2 separate regions of the Arabidopsis thaliana genome follow, and region 2 is linked to region 1. The links are chromatin contacts, called in public capture Hi-C maps. All regions are on one chromosome and are shown on one strand. The core of a region is the stretch at or near the end of the contact, and the rest is flanking DNA. Distances in the headings are between cores, read along the strand shown.

The links. Capture Hi-C pulls out chosen DNA fragments and counts their contacts.
Region 2: a capture Hi-C map of root shows a contact between it and region 1, with 2.8 times the contacts expected there. A contact is called at or near these places in 3 of 26 Hi-C or Micro-C datasets (cotyledon and root) and 1 of 3 other capture datasets (root).

Annotation. Positions count from the first base shown.
Region 1 is chr1:11,036,475-11,043,241 of TAIR10.1, forward strand. AT1G30960 (GTP-binding family protein) reads right to left here and starts at 3,610. Exons shown (of 7, transcript NM_102835.5): 1 at 2,985-3,610; 2 at 2,699-2,788; 3 at 2,446-2,591; 4 at 1,954-2,112; 5 at 1,685-1,859; 6 at 1,452-1,591; 7 at 1,078-1,365. The coding sequence starts at 3,503. The coding sequence ends at 1,281. It overlaps SUF4 (zinc finger (C2H2 type) family protein), which reads right to left. Exons shown (of 7, transcript NM_102836.3): 2 at 6,374-6,474; 3 at 6,009-6,138; 4 at 5,133-5,542; 5 at 4,897-5,039; 6 at 4,730-4,783; 7 at 3,776-4,210. The coding sequence ends at 4,139. It overlaps AT1G06397 (a small nucleolar RNA gene), which reads right to left and starts at 4,247; the gene lies at 4,102-4,247. UFO (F-box family protein) reads left to right here. Exons shown (of 1, transcript NM_102834.2): 1 at 1-1,034. The coding sequence ends at 1,034.
Region 2 is chr1:11,290,078-11,296,844 of TAIR10.1, forward strand. It overlaps AT1G31540 (Disease resistance protein (TIR-NBS-LRR class) family), which reads right to left and starts at 3,722. Exons shown (of 7, transcript NM_001123924.2): 1 at 3,160-3,722; 2 at 1,964-3,080; 3 at 1,540-1,836; 4 at 1,019-1,429; 5 at 1-450. The coding sequence starts at 3,620. AT1G31550 (GDSL-like Lipase/Acylhydrolase superfamily protein) reads right to left here. Exons shown (of 5, transcript NM_102894.4): 2 at 6,519-6,731; 3 at 6,284-6,432; 4 at 5,923-6,190; 5 at 5,369-5,835. The coding sequence ends at 5,558.

The sequences.
Region 1 (6,767 bases), core at 2,360-4,859:
ACTGTTTCCTCTTCTTCAAACACAAAACCCTAAAGAGTTACATTTACAAGAGAGGAGGAACAAACGATGATGATTCCAATAAAGCTGAAGGCTTTTTGTTTGATCCTAATGAGATCCGATGGTACCGTCTCTCTTTTGCTTATATCCCTTCAGGGTTTTATCCTTCAGGATCATCAGGAGGGTTAGTGAGTTGGGTCTCCGAAGAAGCTGGTCTTAAAACCATTCTCTTGTGTAACCCTCTTGTCGGATCCGTGAGTCAGTTGCCACCAATATCAAGGCCAAGGCTTTTCCCTTCGATAGGTCTCTCGGTAACACCAACCTCTATTGATGTTACTGTCGCTGGAGATGATCTCATATCTCCTTACGCTGTGAAAAACCTCTCATCGGAGAGTTTCCATGTCGACGCCGGCGGATTCTTTTCCCTCTGGGCGATGACTTCTTCTTTGCCACGGCTTTGTAGCTTGGAATCTGGTAAGATGGTTTACGTGCAAGGCAAGTTTTACTGTATGAACTATAGCCCTTTTAGCGTTTTGTCCTATGAAGTTACTGGAAACCGGTGGATCAAGATTCAAGCTCCGATGAGGAGATTTCTCAGATCTCCAAGCTTGTTAGAGAGCAAAGGGAGGCTTATTCTTGTAGCAGCTGTTGAGAAAAGCAAGTTGAACGTTCCCAAAAGCCTACGACTTTGGAGTTTGCAACAAGATAACGCCACATGGGTCGAGATCGAACGGATGCCTCAGCCGCTCTACACACAGTTTGCAGCAGAAGAAGGTGGAAAAGGATTCGAGTGTGTCGGAAATCAAGAGTTTGTAATGATTGTGTTAAGAGGAACCTCGTTGCAGTTGCTGTTTGATATAGTGAGAAAAAGCTGGCTGTGGGTCCCACCGTGTCCTTACTCCGGCAGTGGTGGCGGTAGCTCAGGTGGCGGTTCAGACGGAGAGGTCTTGCAGGGTTTTGCTTATGACCCGGTGCTTACTACACCGGTGGTTAGTCTTCTTGATCAGTTAACACTTCCATTTCCTGGAGTCTGTTAGTTTTTAGACTTTAAGATAAAGAGACTACTTGTGGTTTCCACTTCTGACGTTAAGACTGCTTGTTGTTTTCTCAAAATTCTGTTTCTTTTATCTTATTACTGTCTGTATGTAGTAAGTTTATATTTCTAATGTCAAATGTCTAATCTTTGACAACATGTCAACAACATATACAGACAGATTTCTAATTGCGTACAATCCAATCCTAAATCCATCAAACTCAAAAACATAACCCTTGGGAGAATGGTTTCACTTGAGCTTAACCTGGAGAATGAGATGAACTTTGCGGTTCATTATTCTCCTGAGTTCTTCATTGGCCTCAATTCCTATCCTCCTGCAAAATTAGCATCAACATAAGATCATCCTTGAGTCATTGATTAGTCAAAAGAATGAATTATGAACGATCTTGTATGCTCTTACCCGATCTTGCAACCGCCCTTGCCTACAAGAATCTTGCGTTGGCTAAGTTTAGGAGTGATGAGATGCTGTTCAATTCTAAGAGACCCGTCACGCAGCTCTTTCCAGTCCACTAGACGGTGCTCCAGACCATATGGTATTTCCTACAATTTGTTTCAATCAATCCTGTAATTTGTCATCTTGGAATAGACGGAAACTGATACAAAATGTTATACTAGTAGAGGTTGTATTATTACCTGATGGACATGGTCTAGTAATCTCTCCCTAACAACTTCAAGAGAAATGTTCTTCAAGACTTCTTCACTCATCGTGAATGCATCTTCTTCCCATGGTTTTTTAACAGCCTGATCCATTAAGTATTGGGAAAGATCTTTCACTCCTGATCCCTTAAGTCCCGATATCATGAAGTATCTAGAAAACCAAACAGGGAAAAAGCACATTTCAATCAATTCGAAGACTTCCCCGGTAATTGTTTTTAAACTGAGTCTGGTATATATATATCCACCTTTCATATGCCGGAAGATCTTGGAACTCCTCAGCAACCTTTAATAGATCCTTTTTCTTCTCAACCAGATCAACTTTGTTCATACATAAAACGCGCTTTTGTTTCGGATTTTCTTCTTCTCCCATGTATTTGATCAAGCGTACCACTCTTGAATCGGGACTAGATAAATCAAAGAGAAAACAGAATTCACAAACTACAAAATAAGTCTAAGAGAACTCTATTTCTACTTGTAATTAATGAAAAACCACAGTCATGATGCCTTCTTCAAAAGAAAGAAATAGATGTGTCTTCCCATCGGTTTACGGTTCTCAAGCTTATGGATAATCTCGGAGAGATGAACAAGATATGAAAGATATCGAAACAGAGAAGCTAGAAATAATAATCCCACCCTAAGATACCCCACTTGATGATGATGCTCATAACCATACTACTCTCAGTTCCGAGATAACTTATGTAAAGCTAACAAAGTACAAAAACTAGTAAACGACTAACCTCATGAGATGCCTATGGACATCAAACATAACAATGAGGACATCAAACAGGTCAACAGAAGTCCAAGCATTTTGCACACGAGCCTTGATGTCTTTGTAACCATATCCGCTTTTCTTCAGCATCAGACCCGGAGTATCGAAGAAACACTGCAAGGTTCACAAATATCAAAAATTCAATCTACGAATGGCTGATCTCCACAACTAACCATAACGAGTAGTTTACATATGCAACAGATATATAAGAGAAAACTTACGACTTGTGTATCTCCTTTTGTCAATACTCCTAACACTTCATGTGTCGTCGTGTTAGTCTTCCGTGAAGCAGCAGCAACCTTTGTTCCAACCTACACTTGGACATAACGAAACACTAAGCATAACTCTCATCAAGATGCAATAAACAAAGATACACAATCACTTCAAAAATTGCAACTTTAGGACTAATCAAGAGTCATAGCAGCACTACATAAACATATACACAATGTCTCAATTGATTCTCAGAGACCAAATCACAGGAATGTGAAATTAAGGAAATGAGCCAACCATGAAATTAGTCAGCGAAGATTTTCCTGCATTAGGTGGACCGATGATGCCGACATTAAGCGACTTCTGATCTTCTTCTCTAACTTCACCTTCACCAAGTTCTTCATCTGGTGACTCTAACGCAGCCTCTAAGAGAGCCTTAGCGAGAATCCTTGACCTATCAACACTATCCTCATCATCTTCAGAACTCTCTTCTTCTGCAACTTTCACTTTACCTTTCTCTGTCAAGTTTCCAAAGAAGGCTTTGTTTACTCTTTCTCTGTACCCTTTATCCCAAGTTGCTTCCTTGGGCTTCTTCACGGAATCTACATTGGAATCGTCGATTGGGTATTGACTACTATCGAAAACAGAGTCGCTGCTTGATCCGTCTTCATTGATGGAAGTGGGTTCGTCTAGATTCGGCTGCGCTGAGTAAAATCGGCGGAGAAAGTTTTGTGCTTGATGGGGATTACGAGGTGTTGTCTTCGTCGTCGTTCGTGAGATGGAAATTAGTATACGTAGAGATCTAAAAGCTTTCATTTTTGTAACAATGGCGAAGTAGCGATCTCGGAGAAGTACAGATTTGAACGAAATGTAACAGAAGAGGCTTCCGAGGGTTTTAGAGGTTTTGATGTTTTGGGGAAGTGGTGACAAAGTAACTCAATATTACAGATAGGCCCCTCACTTTTTGACAAATCCAACGTAGTCCCTAACTTTGTATTCGATATAATTACTACTAGCAAAGTAGCAATACAACAAAAATTCATACTAATCGTATCAATTGGAGTTTGAATATACAGTTAATGGAAGGAATATTAGTCAATTTTGTTTTGGCAAAATATTGAACAACATGGTGCAAACATTTTGGGTGAATCTGTATAATATAATACTTTGATCAATTCAGAAGAAAAGGAGACAAAGTTCTTCCTCCAAGTCTCCAACGACCAAAAAAAAAAAGGACTAAACTTCTGAGAAAAAACATCTCTGAGATCCCTAAACAATGTAATGGTAAACTAACTCACCTGGCTAAAGAATACAACAGATGGAAAGTTAATAACTTAAAATCAGATCATAAATTCAGTATCTGAACAAAAGTGAGTGAAGACTTGTTGTTGTAACAAAGCCTTCATCCATATCGCCTTTTCTTTGACGCTGGTTTGGTTTGGTGCCAAATTCTAAAACGCCATCCGCCCAGCAAGCCTACTCTCTGAGATTCGTCTGTCTATCGCTGCATTTATCGAGTTCATCTGCAAACCAAAAGAAACAAACTTGGTGTTGAGTTAAGAAGTTGGATGCTTTATTTTGAAAGAGTTAAGTGCGTATTGTTTTGGTTCCCCAAGGCAGTGAGATTGTGCAAAGGTACCAAACTTTGCAGAGTTAAGAATATAAAAAGAGCTGACCTGGGTTTGAAACCAAACCTGTAGAGTATGATCTTGTGGAACCAATCACCACATTTTTAATACAATACAATAGACAGGAAATATAATGAAAAACAAACAGATACAAACGCTATGTTTCTCACTACCTACTATTGCAAGCTACAAATGATACCTTTCGAACATTGATTCAAAATGCTCAAGTTTCTTGCCTAAGTCCTTCTTATCATATTCTAAGGGAAGAAATTATAAACTGAATAATACGGTGGTACCTCTTAGCACAGAAACAATAGGATCTGGAACAGAAATGTATAAATAAAGCCTACCGAATGGGTTAGACTTGCAAAAGCAAACTCTTCTTAACTTTAAAAAGGGTAAATCAGAACTTACCTGGCTGGTTTCATCGTGCACTTTGTATTTTGGTAAGGACATTCTTCTTTCCTCCTGCAGATACAGACACATTGCGTCAGATTGGAAAACCAAATGGTTCATTACTCGAAACTTTTCCAATTGTAACCATTCCAACATGATGCATAAGAAATTAGGAATAAACTAACCATAGACATCGCTTCATCATCCCATACAAGATAGACCTCATTAGGCTGATTGCTAGGAGCTTTGTTTGCAATTACAGGAGGTGGACCAATTGAAGGACCGCTAGTGTTTGGGCCAGAGGCATAAGAATGAGCATTAGTCCCACCTACGGCAACAAAACATGAAAAAGATATTACAATTTGATACAAAACAGCTAAACCAAATGTAAGTCAATGATTCTACGAACTTGGGATTGAACCTGGAATAGAATTGTTAGGCGGATAAGCATCTGCTGATCCTAAAGCATCTGCATGAGATGGTTGCTGAGCCCCACCAACAGGCAGAGGAGCAGAAAATGGTGGAGCTTGAGAAGGAATGCTGTTATTCACAACAGGGAACAGAGGTTGAGGAACTGGCATTGCAGGTGATGATGTAGGAATTCCAGGAGGAGTTACTCCAGTGACTGGTGATGGTTGTATGGCAGGAGCTGAGGTTGGAGTTGGAGTCATCCCCATATTTTGAACAGGAAAAAGTGGTTGTGGTCGATACCCTAAATGGGCAGCTGGAGGTACAGAAAGAGCTGGATTTTGAGGATACCATTGTTGCGGACGAGGAGGTGGCATTTGCCATACAGGAGCAGGATGACGCATAGGAGGACCCGGATAATACCTGCTAACACGAAATATTTTATCATGGTCAATAGCCATACATATTACAATATCTAAGATCATGAACTATTTCAAAAAACTGTTTACTACAGGTGTTATTGTGGTCTTGAAGAGGAGCAAAAGAATGGTTCTAGGACAAAGTTCTATCCTGAAAAATCACGAGAACAAGCTAGGGAAACTAAGAACCTTATGGGTCATAGTTGGTTAAGTGCAACAATATCTTAGATAACGATCTATTTCAAAAAATGTTTACTACGGGTGTTATAGTGGTCTTATAGAAGAACAAAAGTAGAAAAGTTCTAGGACAGAGACAAACTAAAGAAACCAAGAACCTTTTGCATCAAGAGAACTAAAAGAAAAAAAGTTCCCCATCATTTAGCATGGATCGGATTTTTAAAAACAGAGACAACATCTAAGAATTCAACAAGTAACGGCCATAGAGAGAGTATAGTATAATTAGTACATACATTGGTCGTGCAGGTACAGCACCAGGTACTTGTTGAGGCGGATATACCATTCCATATGGTCTAGGAACTACACCACCAAGAGGGGCAGAAGGAATCTCAACTTTTGCAACTTTGGCTGGAGGCTCATCCTCTGCAGAAAACATGACTTCAGTTCAAAAGGTACCATATGAAACAAGCAAACATAACAATAATATATAATAACTTTGATAAGGCAAAAAGCCGCATGCAAAATCAAAACGAATTCATGACCACTAGATGCAATAGATCTACAACACTTGATGAAGAGACATACAAATTTATCGCCTTACTTCTCTAAATCAATTGCTCATAATCTAAACAGTACTCTCACTATCTCAAATGCATACCTTCTTCTCCATAATGAGCAGTCAAGACATGGGGTGGAATTCCTTGCATTCCATATATTTCAATATCAGTTGAATCTCGACCGTCTTTAGCATTAGGAACTCTGGTGTGAAAATTGTAGATAATTTCAAAGTTAGTAGTGTCATGGAATCAAATTCCAAATTCAACAGGCAAACACATTGAACAGTACCACAAATTCCAAGAAAAACCTATCAAGCAAAAGCAAAAGCAAAAGACTGTTTCTTTACAAAAATTGCAATCAGAAATTAGGGTTTATGACCAGACATATACAAATTAACCAAACCCATTCAAGAGATAATCCAAAAAAACGATTCAAATTCCAGCAAACATACACAATCAACCGATTCAAACCACAACACAACAGTCACAATTAGC
Region 2 (6,767 bases), core at 2,472-4,971, 250 kb after region 1:
ACTTGGATATCCACTCAATTCAACTCTGGTCAATGTACCACAATTTCGAAACAAAGCTTCCTTAAGATGTTTCAGTTTAGACATGTGTAGGAACACACATTTTAGCCTGCTGCAACTGTTCATGCTTAGCTCAGTGAGGTTAGAGAATTTCTCGATCCACCAAGGAACCTCTTCAATCGCTGTTTCGTCTAGATAGAGCACTGAGATGTTGGTTGAGATTTCAGGAAAGCTCCTCAACTGTGAGCATCCACTGAAACAAAGGTAATCAAGAGATTGGAGGTTGATTCCGGTGGGCAGAGTCTCCAGATTTATGCAGTTTATTATGATCAAGTCCTTCAGTTGATTGAGATTCTGAAATGAGGAAGTAAGCTCCACCAAACTTGGGAGATTCTCGAGATGCAAGCTCGTCAAAGTGGGAGACAACATCATCGCCAGGAAGGGCGTAAGCGGCTGAACCAAATAACAAGTTTTACGGGTTTTCAGTGGCAAATTACTTTTAAAGTTAAATTTTAGAAAATAAATCTTTAAAAACGAAAAGAATAACAGTACTAATGTATTATGGGTAAATCTCATCGGTATTAATAGATTGTTTGGAACTTTCCATTCACGATCACATCTACTCTTTATTAAAACCGATTATTTTTTAATTACATAATATATGTCATTAGAAAATAGCTAAAAATAATAAATTAAGAAAATCCCATGTATAATTTTCTTTTACGTTTTAATGATATCACGACAAAGGAAAAAACCCAATTGATATCATCTTTAATTTCTTATTTTCTTTCCATTTTTATCTGTTTTTTACTTTTTATTTATTTTTTTTTAAAATCAGATATTTTCTTCTTCATTCTTTGTAACCAAAATTTACTTTCCAATCAAATTAAATTATTCATAAATATATAAAAATTAGTGTTTTTTAAGTTTTCACACGAGTCAACGACAATGATTTTTTTTTACTTTTATAAAAGTGTTAGGGAAAGAGTTTGGAGATAATGTTAAGTGTAGAACTACTTACCTTCTCTTCTTCCCATTGTTTCTCATCACTCTCTTCTTTTGATATTCTAAACTCAACAAGATTCTCGAGATGTAAATTAGAAGGGAAATCTTCAATGTTTGTTAGATTTAGATTGAGAACTGAGATGTTGGTTGAGAATTTGGGAAAAGTCTTCAACTTTGAGCAATGATAGAGATTGAGGCGGTCAAGAGATTTGAGGTTGAATCCGGTAGGAAGAATTTTCAGACTTTTGCAGTTTAGCATGTCCAAGTTCAACAGTTTATTGAGATTTCGTATAGAGGACGGGAGCTCGACCAAACTCTCGCAAAACTTAAGATTAAGTATCTCGAGATTAGTAGCTTCAGAAAGATCTGGAATTACTTTCAGGTTTGATGATCCGTGCAGATCCATTTCCTTTAGACATGTAAGTGGCTGTATCCAACAAAAATCAAACATAGAGCTCAAAAGAAATTACACATCATGTGGCACTATTGTCATAAAAAAACAAAATAACAACATAAGAAATTATTCTCAAAACTTACCGCAACTCCTTCCCATAGCTTATGTAGCTTGCTGTACTGCATTTCGAGCTTGACAAGGTTTTCAGGACGAAAACCAAAAGGCATACACCTCATTGGAAATTTGGACCAGCACAATAGTTTGAGTGTACGGGGCAAATAGTCGAAACTTGGAGGTAAATGCAAACCGTCTTCTTTCAAACCAAAGTTCTTAATTTCTAAGAAACGGAGATTAGACATCCCTTTGAAGGCCCTCTCATGTACATCCAACTCACGAATATTCCTTATATCCAGTGATATACCTAAAACCTTTTGAGTACCCTGAAAAATATGATATATATGAGAAATAGACAACCCCATACAATTCATCGTTTATCAGATGGCATCTCTTAAACCTTATACGTATATTGAGTTATGAAAGGATCAAAAATATTTTTTTTAAACTTACAGTGCATGCATTGAGTATATCATGTATATCATTTGGATCCACCAGAAATTCTCGTTCTCCAGGTTTGTCAATGGACTGAATGCGAACAATTTTTCTACCCATTTCTTGTAGCGAACGGTGCATCACCACATAACCTTGTCTGACATGAATGAGGGACTTATCAGCTAGGTTTTCTAGTGCAAAACTAACATCACTATCTGCCAGCAAGGACTTGATGGTTGTGACTTCCATATGATTGAAAAGACATGCGATATGACGAAATATCTCTTGATCTTCACTCTCTAACCCATCATAGCTGATTCTTAGTATTTTTTCAATTTTACCGTCTATACGTAGACTATTCTCAAGCCTTGGCAGCATATCCATCCAGTATTCCATATCCCTCCTCCGCAAATATTTACCCAAAAGATTAAGACCCAAAGGAAAATTGCCCGCATGTCTTACTACATCAACTACAAGATCCTCAAAACCTTTAGGAGCATAGTTTTGCTTGAATGCAGATTGACATAACATCTGACAAGCATGCACATCAGTTGGGAAACTTACTTCATAAATATGATCAATTCCATGAGCAATCAAGAAGTGCTTATCATTTGTAACCACAATGATTCTGCTCCCATATCCAAACCATTGAGTTTGACCCACTAATGTATCTAGTACCATTATATCATCCAAATCATCAATAATGATAAGAACTTTTTGGTGCTTTAGCCTCTCTTCCAATGCAGCTGGATCATCTATCTTTATGTCTTTTTTCCCGAGAATTTCAGATAGGAAGTGTCCTTGTAGCTGCAACTTCATATTGGGGTCGTCCGGATTGGCGCCACTATAAATATTCCGACTATAAGATACAAAAGCCCTGTCGATGAAAGTGCTACCTTGGAAATGTCGAGAAAGTCGTTTAAACAGAGCTCTTGCAATGGTAGTCTTACCAATCCCTGAGGAACCCGATATACCAACCATTCTCACTTCTTTAGATTCCAGTTGCAGCAGTAAACTCATTTCAGCGATGTGATCTTCGATGCCAACAAGTTCCTCAGAATCCTTGGGTGTAGTTAAAAGCAGTTTACCCAAAACATCATTGGCTATTTCTTCAATCATTTTTGCTTCGTCGTTCCTAATAAGATGAAAGATAATTTAACAAATATGAAACAACAATTTATTTCAAGATGTATCTAATAATAAAAAAAACATACCATTTGGCAGAGTCAAATCCAAGCATATTCGCTACAAGAGTCAACGCTTTCTTCCATTGATTTTTCACTTCCTCATCTGTTTGTCTCTTGCAAGTATTTTCAAAGATCTTTCCGAAGTCGCCGATTTGATGCCTCACTTGGGAAGGATCCACATGGTAGAAAACTGGTATGACAATTTTATCATTGCAGTTTACAATCTCCAGCAACTCGTTAAGACACCAGCTCGATGAAGCGTAGTTTTTTGAGAAAACGACCACAGCGATCCTGGATTCCTTGATGGCTTGTTCAAGATCGGGCCAGAGAGAGTGGCTTCTCTCGATCTCATTGTCTCTGAAAGCAGTGATTAGTTTCCGATCAAGCTCTTTGAGAAAGTGGCTACGGAATGTTACGCGGACGTCTTCCCCTCTGAAGCTCAAGAAAACATCATATAACCAATTGTGAGAAGAAGATGACGAAGCCATAGAGAGAGAGAGTTAGAAGGAGGAAACAAGGAACGAAGACTTTTAAGAAGAGAAATAGAGGAGAAGTAGTGAGTCTGTCTTGGTGGATATAAAACATTTAACATAACAGCTTAGAGGTAACTTGACTTAATCACGGCCACACAAGTTTTCACAATTATTTCTTAGACTTTTCTGATGCAACTTGGCGGAAGTTTCCTCTTTGTTGACTCAGTGGTCACAACCATCTTTCATAGCCTCTTGTCTTTACATTACTATCTCATTCATTTACATATTCTTAATAAAGATGTATAGTTCATCATACTCCAAATCAAGTAGATGTGCTTCTCATTTTATGCAAAGGAGAGGTTTTATGGAGAAGTATTCTCACGGGCAACATGAGTTTACTGTGAGAAATAGCAAAATGATCATTACATTAGAACGGAAAATGGGTAAAAAAAAACTCTCCTTTATCCAATAACATGTAAAAAACCGTCAACTTTTATTTTGGTATTTAAACCCTCACCTTTTAAAAAATGGTAATATAACATCTAATATTATCAAACCAAATAAATATCAAATAAACTATTATTTTGAAACATAAATAAAACAATTTAGTTTGTATTTATCTATTTCAAATTCGAGTTCGATTTCTTTTCCAGTATTTAGTTGTTGATTTTTTGCGATATAAAAAGTAAGTTTCATTGCCAATACAAATCGTTATGTAAACTAAAATTAGTTTATAGCTTAGCATATTTAATTTTATTTTTGTTCAAATTTGTTCTAACTTTTGAAATTTTAGGAAAATAAATCTTAAACCAAATTATTTTTATTATTTATATTTATTTTGTCTTATTTTAAATTAATTTAATAATCATAGGTGTTATTTTACCATTTTAAAAAAGGTGAGAGCTTAAAAACCCACAAAAATAGTTGACGGTTTTTTACATGTTTTTGGAAAAGGTGAGGGTTTCTTTACACATTTTACCTATTAGAACTAATAAGACACACATTTGGAAAGATTTTAAACAAGGACTTATTTGTGTTAAAATGTAAATATTGTCAACACGAACAAAGATAATCTAATTTTGATGCTAATTTTTAAGATTTATTTAATCAAAAATAAAATAAATCATGCATTGCTTAGTCTTGGTTCTGAATCTGTATTCATGTTGGAACTCTATTAAGTAATAAGTATCACGTTGATACTATCAACCACTTGCTGAACAATATAATAGACTGAAAATAGAGTAAAAGCTGCGTTATTGCAGTCTATATATTTTCTACAAAAGAAGTTCGAATCATATGCTAAACAACAAGAGATTTGACTATGAAGAAGCTAAGTCATTACATTATCGCAATTGGTGTAAAACTAAAATAAGCCACTGGTGTATGAGATTTTTGGGTTACCTGAAAACGTGTGTCCAGCTGGAAGGATACTGAAGTATCTCTCGCAAGATCGTTGAATTCAATGAACGCTGGACCATAACTCGTAATTTTCCAAACCCGAAGCCACAACCTCTAATTTTAGTTTTGTCCCAAATGAAAGTATTTAAATAAATAAATCTACATATTACCAATAGTCTAACAATCTTAACATACTATCCATGTAACCGGACCATTTTCCAAAATATATATACATTTAGATTAAAGATCTCTAGAAATCTACTTTTAACACTCAACATTTTTTCTTCATTGTAAACACCTTTGGAAGAAGAATCCATCATTTTTATCAAATAGGAGAAGATTTCTAAACTTTTTATTTTATTAATCAATTGAATCATGTTTTACCGTCTCTTTTGTTATATGTGTGGCAATGTCAGTAGTCCTCCAACTGGGTTTTAGGATTCTAAGTAGGAGATTCATTGAATTGATAAATTGGTTGTTATTAGAATTTTTTTATCCTTAGATCTTTTTATTCAGATATTTTACATTATGAAATCAACTTGAGCTTGTGTCAACTATTCATCAAAGAATATTGTGTTTCCAACGACTTCCTTCTTCTTAATCATTGAGCTGAGACATGACCAATCGAAAGGAGGAATCGCATATGGTCCTTTGACTAATCCATCAGCCATCGATTTGTGTGCAGCCTCAGTCATATGAAGGCCATCCCAGGCCACATACTTTGAAGGATCACTACAAGCTTCCACTCCTACACTCCCACAACTTCTACTTAAGTTGAAGTTGTACGGCCCTCCTACACCGCAACAAGCTGACAAGTGTCTGTTTATGAATCCTGACAATGTCATTGATTTTAGAAACTCGGTTAGTACCGACTCATTAACTTGGTTGTGAAGAAATCAAGAAGGCTAACCGTATTTACTTGGTTCTCGGCCAAGGCGCAATGAAGCATTGTAGTAGTCAGCATATATGATGTTGACGTGAGGGTTAAGCTTCCTGAGTCTGTTGAGTTCTTCCTGAAGCTGCTCACTGTGGTATTCTCCAAACTTGTTCAGCCATTTCAAACATCCTGTTAAAGGATCATATTCTTCCATGTTTGATGTTTGGTGTAATGTCAAAAATGCTACTGAGCATCCGAGAGGGAACCCTCCGGGCACCAGAAATGTTCTTCCTCCCATACCAATCAACTCCTGGATTCAACACAGTCCCAAAGAAACACACACGTTATAGTTTTTTACTCGTTATTGTGACTAGCAGATCAAGAATCTTATTAAAATGGTTACCGTAATCGCAGAAGAAATAGTACTAATCACCAACGGAACAAGCTCTTTGACCTCGTCCAATGGTCTGAGTTGGAAGAATGGGAAATTGTAATCATTAGCTCCAATCTCTCCCATGAGAATCAAAGCATTTCCAATCATATCTCTACAATCTAAGAACAAATACAAGTTAGCTCAAACCACTTGAAAACAAATACATTATAATCACTTTACTAAAGTTGATCTTCACTATTACTACCTGATGGTAAGCCACATAGATTTGGTAAGCTCTGCTTGAAGATCTTAAGCTGAACTCCTAAACTGAAGTTGTGAGGACAATGGTATCCTTTCTCTTCTAGAAAAGAACTTTCCAATGCAGTTGCTGAGGCTACGGCAAAATTAACTCCTTTCTCAAAGTTTCCATTTGTAGATCCGAAGTAAGGAGGCACATAAGGAAGCCCCAAAAATTCAGCTGCAAAGAAAAACAAAATTGGAGCATCACTTGAGG